2 separate regions of the Sus scrofa genome follow, and region 1 is linked to region 2. The links are chromatin contacts, called in public Hi-C maps. All regions are on one chromosome and are shown on one strand. The core of a region is the stretch at or near the end of the contact, and the rest is flanking DNA. Distances in the headings are between cores, read along the strand shown.

What was found. Hi-C and Micro-C count contacts between places; a contact is called where the count stands out from the background.
Region 1: a Hi-C map of retroperitoneal adipose tissue shows a contact between it and region 2, with 2.2 times the contacts expected there. A contact is called at or near these places in 3 of 47 Hi-C or Micro-C datasets (embryonic fibroblasts, fibroblasts and retroperitoneal adipose tissue) and 1 of 2 datasets of targeted methods (skeletal muscle).

What each region holds. Positions count from the first base shown.
Region 1 is chr5:81,767,662-81,772,106 of Sscrofa11.1, reverse strand. It overlaps a transcript of IGF1 not described here. Among named protein-coding and RNA genes, the nearest start is that of IGF1, 11 kb to the left of the region's middle.
Region 2 is chr5:81,477,031-81,480,979 of Sscrofa11.1, reverse strand. No RefSeq gene overlaps it. Among named protein-coding and RNA genes, the nearest start is that of PAH, 94 kb to the right of the region's middle.

The sequences.
Region 1 (4,445 bases), core at 1,102-3,601, 290 kb before region 2:
ATTTTTATAAATAAGAAAAGAGGGGTGGAGGAGCAGTGGATAGAAAAGTGACTTGTTTTAATGTAACAAATGTAGGAGCTTGAAAATGGAGCTGAAATCCAAGCCCCCTGTTTGTTCTGCTCTCTTTATACAACATCAGTGTTCAAATGTGGGCTCAAACACTGATGGTCGAAGACACGGCATTCAAGAAACCTAGGAATTCCCTGGTGGCTGCAATGGGTTAAGGATCCAGTGTTGTCACTGCTGTTGGGATTCGAACTTGTCTGGGAACTTCGACATGCTGCAGGCATGACCAAAATATACATATAAAGAACATTAACTGAGACAAAATTATAATTTTCAGAAGGAAAAAGAAAGGGGAAAAAAAGATTTGAAAGGAAAAAAAAAGAATCACGTAAGTGTGGAATGGTTCCATTTTTAATTCTTCTTCTAGCCTAAATTTACTGAGAAAACAGTCTCAGTTTAGTACGAATCAGTCTTCAGTTCCTCTCTAACACTTGCTAATCTCCCTTTTGGATGACAACAACAACAAAACAAACAAAAAAACAAAAACAAAAACAAAATGAACCTTAAGCCCAAAGTCATTCCATGAAATGGTTTTATCTAGAACTTAATAACACTTTTTTTGTTTTTATAGTTATTTGTTTTTTTTGAAGAATACTTTCTGCTTAGAGCAAGTGATACTGTTTTTGAAGTAGATATTTTAAAGCTTAGTTTTAAAATATATATTTCTATGTCTTAAAAATCAACTTAAGAAAAAATATTTTTAAATTAAATTCTATTACAGATGTAAGACAGTTATGACAAAAAAAACAATGTAATTGGCATTTGAAGATTTTACATTTGGGCATCATCGCAGTGTTTAGGGGAAAAGCCCAACCTAGCCACAAGGACAAAAGCAGGTAGCAAAGACCCTGTATATAGAAAATGCCACCATATGAATGTATTAATAATGTTTGCTGATCGTTTAGATACCCTTTAAGCTCACAGTCTTTTTCATTCCAGTCTTTCATAGAGCTTGGGAGATGTTGAAAAGGCTAGGTAGATTGAATAGCAGTTGAGTTAAATCTTGAGGCCTGAGTTCACATTCAAGATGGAAAAAAAACCCCAAAACAACAGTATATGCTATTCCAGGCAGAGGAAACAGCATAGGCAAAGTTGTATGGGAATGAGAAGGTACCCAGTATTGGGGTGACAATCATGCTTTCAGACTCCTGTACTGTGGAGGCTCTTTAGTCCCCTCTCCTCCCCATCAGTAGCTTTTACAGAGCTGAAAGACTGGAAAACAATCTTAATTCCCTCATGATTCTCTTGTAAACGAAGATTTGTATGGAACTAAGTATGTGATTAATTCTGGGAATGACACAGTGCCTCAAGGTAAATATGCAACAGCAGACCTGGGTTACATCATAACCTAAGTCAGTCTGAGCAGTGCTGGGTAAGAAGTGAGGTGGAGATTGATCACCCAATGGCTTTCCAGAGATTCCATTTTGAAAGATTTAATTGTAGTGTTTATACCTTGGTAAGTAGATTTCAATGGAAGAACAAAGTGATTACACTTGATAAAGTCTTTCTGCAATAAGGGTTGAGACAAAAAGGTCTTGTTTCTGATGAGCCTGACCTTCCTGGAAAAACTGGTTCATCAGAGCATCCCACTCTTCATGTGGGTCAATTAAGGAGGTTTTATTGCACTCTTTGAGAGCAGGGCACAGAGCCTAGAGCCTGAAGGTGGCTGCTGAGAATCTTGTCTTCATGTGAGGCTTCGTGGCCTCATGCGAGGGTTCCCTGCATAAACAGAAGTTTGAGTAATCGATTGAGGAGGAGACACAGAATCTAGCGGGGCCTTTGCTAATGGTTCACTGGGGAAGCATAGATCTTTGGAGTCTGTAAGTCATTCTCAGCCTAGCATAGACCCTTGAGTGTGGAATGAAGGTGTGCCAAGGAAGCACACACTTTACTCCTTTTGATAATTCCTTGCTAAAGACCTCAGTTTCCCTCAGAGAGCAGAATAAATCTTTAAACCCAGTTGTATTAATGAGAGTTCCCCAAAGAAATGGAAAAAACAGGACCTGTCTGCCTATCTATCCATCATCTATCTCTTTGTTACCCCTCTCTCTTTCCCTCTCTCTGTCTCTCTCAATCAGCACATTTTAAGGAGTTGGCTTATGTGATTGTGGCCATTTAGCAAGTCCAAAATCTTCAAGGTTGGCCCACAGGCTGGAGACTCAGGAAAGAATTGTAGTTTGAGCCCAAAGATGGTCTGCTGGAAGAATTCCCTCTTCTTCCAGGGAGACCACTCTCTTTCTATAAAGTCACTTGACTGATTGGGTGAGGCCCACCCCTTTACAGAGGGTCATCTGCTCTACTCAAAGTCTACTGGTTTGAATGCTAATCTCATCTAAGAGATACTGCCACAGAAACATCTAGAGTACTCATATCTGGGTACTGTGGCCTAGCCAGGTTGACACACATTATTAACCATCCCAGCAGTGGTTTTCAAAAGGTGCACTTGCTGGTCCTCCCTCACGAAAACTGAACAGTGAGGATAGTCCTTTCTGAGTTGCATAAAAGAAAACTCACGTTAGTGGATTACATTTCCTAGTTCTAAGTTTTTCCTCCCATACTTTGCATTTGGGCTCCTGCACTTACTGTTCCTTGATAGTTTCCAAAAGGAAGTCACAGCACGCTTGCCTTGGCTGTATCATTCATATTTTACGAAGGTTCTGTTCCGTAGTGACAAGAAAATAAACAGTGTTTTGTTTTTTTCTTACCATTAAGGGGAACAAGTGTGCATGTGACCCACACACTCATACCACTCGAACACGTGCATAGAGTCGCACATGTAAACATTTGTGCTCAAGGTCTCTAGATAGGAAGTGTGTTCATTCCCTGATTTTAACAAATGCAGTTTTGATCAATCAAAAGAGGTTTTAGGCATAAGTTGGTGTTTGGGGGTAGGGTGATGTCCTGCCCTTTGTCAAAATGGAGAGAAAGAGAGAGGTTTCCCACATGCTCTGTCCCCAGAGGCTGACTCTACGCCTGGCCTACTGGGGGTCCCGTGACCCTTTGGGTATCAGGATGACAAGTGATTTTAACTTTTAAATACTTTTCCGAATTATCCATTATTATGTACATTCAGCAAGTAATACTTTTTAGAAAAAATTATTGGACTCTAGTTGACTTACAAAGTTGTGTTAATTTCAGGTGTATAGCAAAGTAAATCAGTTATATCCATTCCTTTTCAGATTCCTTCCCATATAGGTTACCACAAAATATTGAGTACATTTCTCTGTGCTGTACAGTAGGTCCTCGTTACCCACATATTTTATATATAATAGTGTGTGTATATCAATCAACCTCCAAATTTATCCTTCCCCTCCCCCCACTGCCACGTTCATTTCCCCTTTGGTAAACCTAAGTTTGGTTTTGAAATCTTTGATTCTTTTCTGTTTTGTAAGTTATACTGTATCATTTTTATTAGATTCCATATATTAGTGTTCTTATATGATATTTGTCTTCCTCTGTCTGACTTCATTCACTTAGTATGATAATCTCTATCACGTTGCTGCAAATAGCATTATTTCATGCTTTCTCACGGCCAAGTAATATTCCATTGTATGTATGTGCCACAACTTCTTTATCCATTCCTCCACTAATGGACATTCTGGTTGCTTCTATGTCTTGGCTATTGTAAATAGAGCTACAATGAACATTGGGGTGCATGGATCTTTTCAAATTATGATTTTCTCTGTATATAAGCCCAGGAGTAGGATGGCTAGATCATATGGTAGTTCTATAGTTAGTTTTTTAAGGAACCTCCATACTGTTGTTCTCCATAGTCATTGTACCAACTTACATTCCCACCAACAGTGTAGGAGGGTTCCCTTTCCTCTACACACTCTCTAGCATTTATTGTTTGTAGACTTTTTGATGTTGGCCATTCCAACTGGTGTGAGGTAATACCTCATATTACTTTTACTGTCAGCAGTTATTAAAAACATCACTGCATAGTGCTATCCATCCTTAGTGTTGACTGAAAATGTAGCCTAACTATATATGTATGTTTGAGTGGCTGTGTATTTAACAACTTAGTGTCCCCTTTTAATCTTTAACACTCAAGCCTCTCTGCTTACTCTCTTGGTCTTGGCTTGCTTATGTGACATCTGTATGCACTTGCTCATTCATCATTCTTCACCTTCTTTCTTCCTCCTTCCTTTATCATAGCTTTGAAAGTCAGCCTTTCCCTCTCAACTTGCCCAGAGTTATTATAGATTGTATTGATGAGTTCCTGGGTTGTCGAATAGACTTCTAACTAAACCCGCCTGATGGCAAGCTCACCAATTCTGACTGCTGGAATCATCTTCTTCAAATGCCATGTGCATGTGTTTTACACCTCCTGGGCATCCCTTGGTCACATCTAAGTCCATTCTACCATTCAGAACACT
Region 2 (3,949 bases), core at 585-3,084:
TGGCTCAGCAAGTTAAGCATCAGATATAACGTCCTTGAGGATGTGGGCTTGATCCCTGGCTCGCTCAGTGAGTTAAGGATCTGGTGTTACCGCAAGCCTTGTTATAAATGTGGCGTAAGCTGCAGGTGCAGCTCTGATTCGACCCCTAGCCCAGGAACTGCCTGTCCTTTTTCAGTTTCTTTACACCTTTTTCCCACCCTATCTAGTGTATCCAGTCCCAGGACGAAACTCTTCCCAATTTGAGTGTCTCCTCTGTTTCTTGCTAGAACCTGATGGATACCAGGGATCTACCATGGAATCCATCAGGCAATTACTTAGCCTCTCTGGTCTATAGTTTCCTCAGCTGGAAGCTTGGACCAGTGGCTTCACAGAGTTGTGGTGGGGCTTAAATGTGTTCAATGGGTTGGCACATAAAAACCTCAATAAAATTAGGCTATTATTATTATTTTGTTTTTACAGTGAAGTGTGTGTGTGTGATTTAAAATGTTACCTAAGAATTTTCACATACGCCCTTTTCAAAATTAGGAAAAATTCATGTGTGGCCAAGTGTCCCCACTTGGGGCAGGGCAAAGTGGGATCACAGTGGCTCTGGTGCCCTGCCCAGTTGTAGGTAAGTAGCAGATTCTCAGTGGTTATGCCTTGATTCATTTTAAAATCTTAGAGATGGGCTGTGAGCAGCTCTTCTGCCCACTGATGACCTCTACTGCTGAACTTCATGAGAGTGGGTCTTCAGAAGAGCACCCACAGCAGACACTGCCCCTTCTTCTCCGTGGAGCCACACGACCTGCTGGCCATCCTACAGGATAAAAAACATTCCCATGAGGAAAAGACTGCTCTTTCCCGGGAGCGTTATGGAGCCAGGAATACTGTCTGAGTGGCTCGCTTACTCTCTGTAGCCCAAAGCCATAATATCTGCTCTTAAATGCTGTATTCCAGATCTGTGTAGCTCTAGAAGGAAGATGCTAGCTGGAATGCATCCCTGGAACATGGTTCCATTCATTCAGCAAGGATTTTTCCCTCTCGGAGAAGTTACAGCCGTCCTACTGCTGAGGAGTGTCATTCAAGATAGGCAGCATGGCCCAGTGGAAAAAGCATGAGCTACAAAGCCAGAGAGCCCTGAGTTCAGTCCTAATTCAGTAAGTCACCAGTAGGTGATCTTGAGAAAGTTATTCACCCTCCCTGGACCAGAGGAGCCTCATCAACACAGTGGGGGATACTGTCTATTTTTGTAGGATTCTTGTTAGGATTAAGTGAGAAAAGATGTAAAGCACCTCAGTGGTGCCTGGCACACTCGGTAAATAGTGACTACTAGTGGCTGGAACAATAGTCATTTTCCACTTGTTAAGTGCTAATGTCCTTGCCTTTCATGCAGTGACCCCAAAGCAACTCAGAGATCCTCACGCTCCGTTGGAAGGGACCAAAGGATCCAGCTACTTGAGCACCCCCCACACCTCCCCAAACCCTTGCTGGAGAGAACTCTGTAAAGCCAACTGGGCAGAATGTACAGAAGCTTCTGAGCCATCCAGCTGGCTTAGATCTAGACACATAGTATTAGTTTGCATTTACTGAGAGCCACTCTGTGCCAGGCACTGCACTAAGACCTTCATAAGCAATGAAGTCCATTCTAAATTAATCCTCAAAATGATCTGTGTTGTAATTGCCCCCCCCATTTTACAGGTTATGAAACTAAGGTTCAAAGGGTTAAGCGACTTTCTCAAAGGCATATAAGCCCATAGGTGGACTCAGAATTTGACCCAGGCAGCCTGATCTCAGAGCCCCCACTCTTCTATTGTATGGCCTCAATATCTGGCGGGAAGACACAGCAAGGCAGAGCCACATTCCGGGATAGCTATTTGGATTGAACTGATGCGTTCATCAGCGAAGCAAGGCTTAGGGTTAGGGTTCTGGTTGACTTGGGCATGCTGCCTCTACCAGAGATATAAGTATCCTATAGACCAGAGGTTCTCAACCCTGGAAGAATATTATGCTCATTTAGGGAGGTTTTCAAAAAGTACCAATTCCTGGACCTCACTGAAAGATTCTTATTTAACTGCTCTAGGGCAGAGTCTGGGTGTAGAAAAAATTTAAAGCTCCCCAAGTAGTTCGAACGGGCAGCCAGTGTTGAGTGTGGCCTCTCCTTGTTCTTGATGGGCACTTGATGTTGCCTCTTGGTCACAGAGCTTCTTGGAGTCCCTCAGGGATTGGATTTGTTCCTCTTGACATTTTAGTTCAGAATTAATTAGCTGACCCTCATACATTAGGCAATAATACATTGTGTAAATTCTGACTTAGGATACCGCTTTGCATAGAAATCTGAGACTTCCCAAGGAGAACATTTTTCTCTATTACTAAGTGTAGTCAAGTTTCCTCTGGAAAATGGCAACATCCAAATCCTTTCCTACGAATCATGTATTACAAAAAAAAAAAATTGCTTTGAAACATTGCAAGGCAGCCAACATCATTCAGTAAATTACACCATGTAACTGGCTGAGACCTCATGAGACTTGCCCTCTTTGGCTTTATCAAGGGAACAGCCACTTCTCTCTGCAATCCCTTATGGGAATGGATTTCTTCACTTTTCTCTGAAAGGTCAGCTCGCCCCCCCTTTCCTGTATCCCTCATCAAGTGGTGGCAGCTCAACCTTTTGTTATCTTCCTGTGCAGCTCCCTTGGGGATGCGTTTTACTTGCAAATAAGAGATGCCTGCAATTTTAGATAATCTATATTTGAAAAAGAAAAAGAACAGTTTTATTTTGAACAAGGATATTTAGCATGAATTCCATTAGATATCTATGCTGTATTTCCTTTGCTCTTTCTCCCAGGACCCCGTCTTGTTTGGGTTCTCTTCAGTCCCCTGCACAGTCTGAGCGTGTTCAACGTTCCCTTGTGCACACTATTCCGTTTGCTCCTCCAAGTGCATCTTTATTCTCCTCCTTCTGACCTGGAGCCTGGATGCCTGGCCTGGGGATGGGTGTGCATTGATGGCATTAATGGTTCCTGGCCCTGTGGCTTTTGGCCAGTGGTAGAAGAGTGAAGTTGGGCTCTGTATTCTGTGGGCTTTCTCCGTGGCTGAGTAGTTGCAGGTAGACTGTGTTTTTATGAATGGACAAAGATCGTCCTCGATAGCCCTCTCCATCCGATGCTCTGTGCATCTGTTATAATGAAAGCTCCCTGTTTCTCAAGCTGGGGAGCACTAGTGGCTCCCTGTCATTGCTAGCCCCTGGGCACTGCACCAACCCTGGCTGAGTTCCTTCAGCTTTGCCCACAACTTCATGGTCACTTTATTAAACTTCCCTCCTTGGATCCGTTCTAATAATGTCATCTACTTTCTGCTGAGACCATAAGGCATCATGCAATTCCCTTCTTCAATTTCAGGGGCCGGATCTTGCTTGGTCTGATGTAGTCCCAGGATCCCATCTGCTGGTCATCAGTTCAGACACCCAGGATTAAGGCCATCAGAGCATGGTCTTCCCTGAACAAGGCTTTTTGATCCAGGGATGGGCACTTGACTTGAGTAGCCCAATTAGATGGAAGGTGTTTCTTATTCTGCCCAAGCCGCTCTAAGAAAACACTACAGACTGGGTGACTTAGAAATAACAGAAATTTATTTCTCGGCGTTCTGGATGCTGGGAAGTCCAAGATAAAGGCCCCAGAGTTCTGGTGAGAGGGTTCTGGTGAAAGCCCTCTTTTTGGTTCATAGCTGGCCCTTTCCAGTTCTCTCTTCACATAGTGCAAGGGGAGAAGCTATCTCTGGGGTCTCCTGTATGGGAACACTAACCCATTCATGAAGGCGACAGTCTCTGAACCCAAGCACCTCCACGGACCCCACCTCCAGGAACTGTTATCTTTGGCGGTGAGGATTTCAACGTTTGAATTTTGCAGGGACAGACCACTGCTGAAGGGAAGTAACCACGCTGTGAGCATGAGGAATGCCATTGTAAAGACACAGA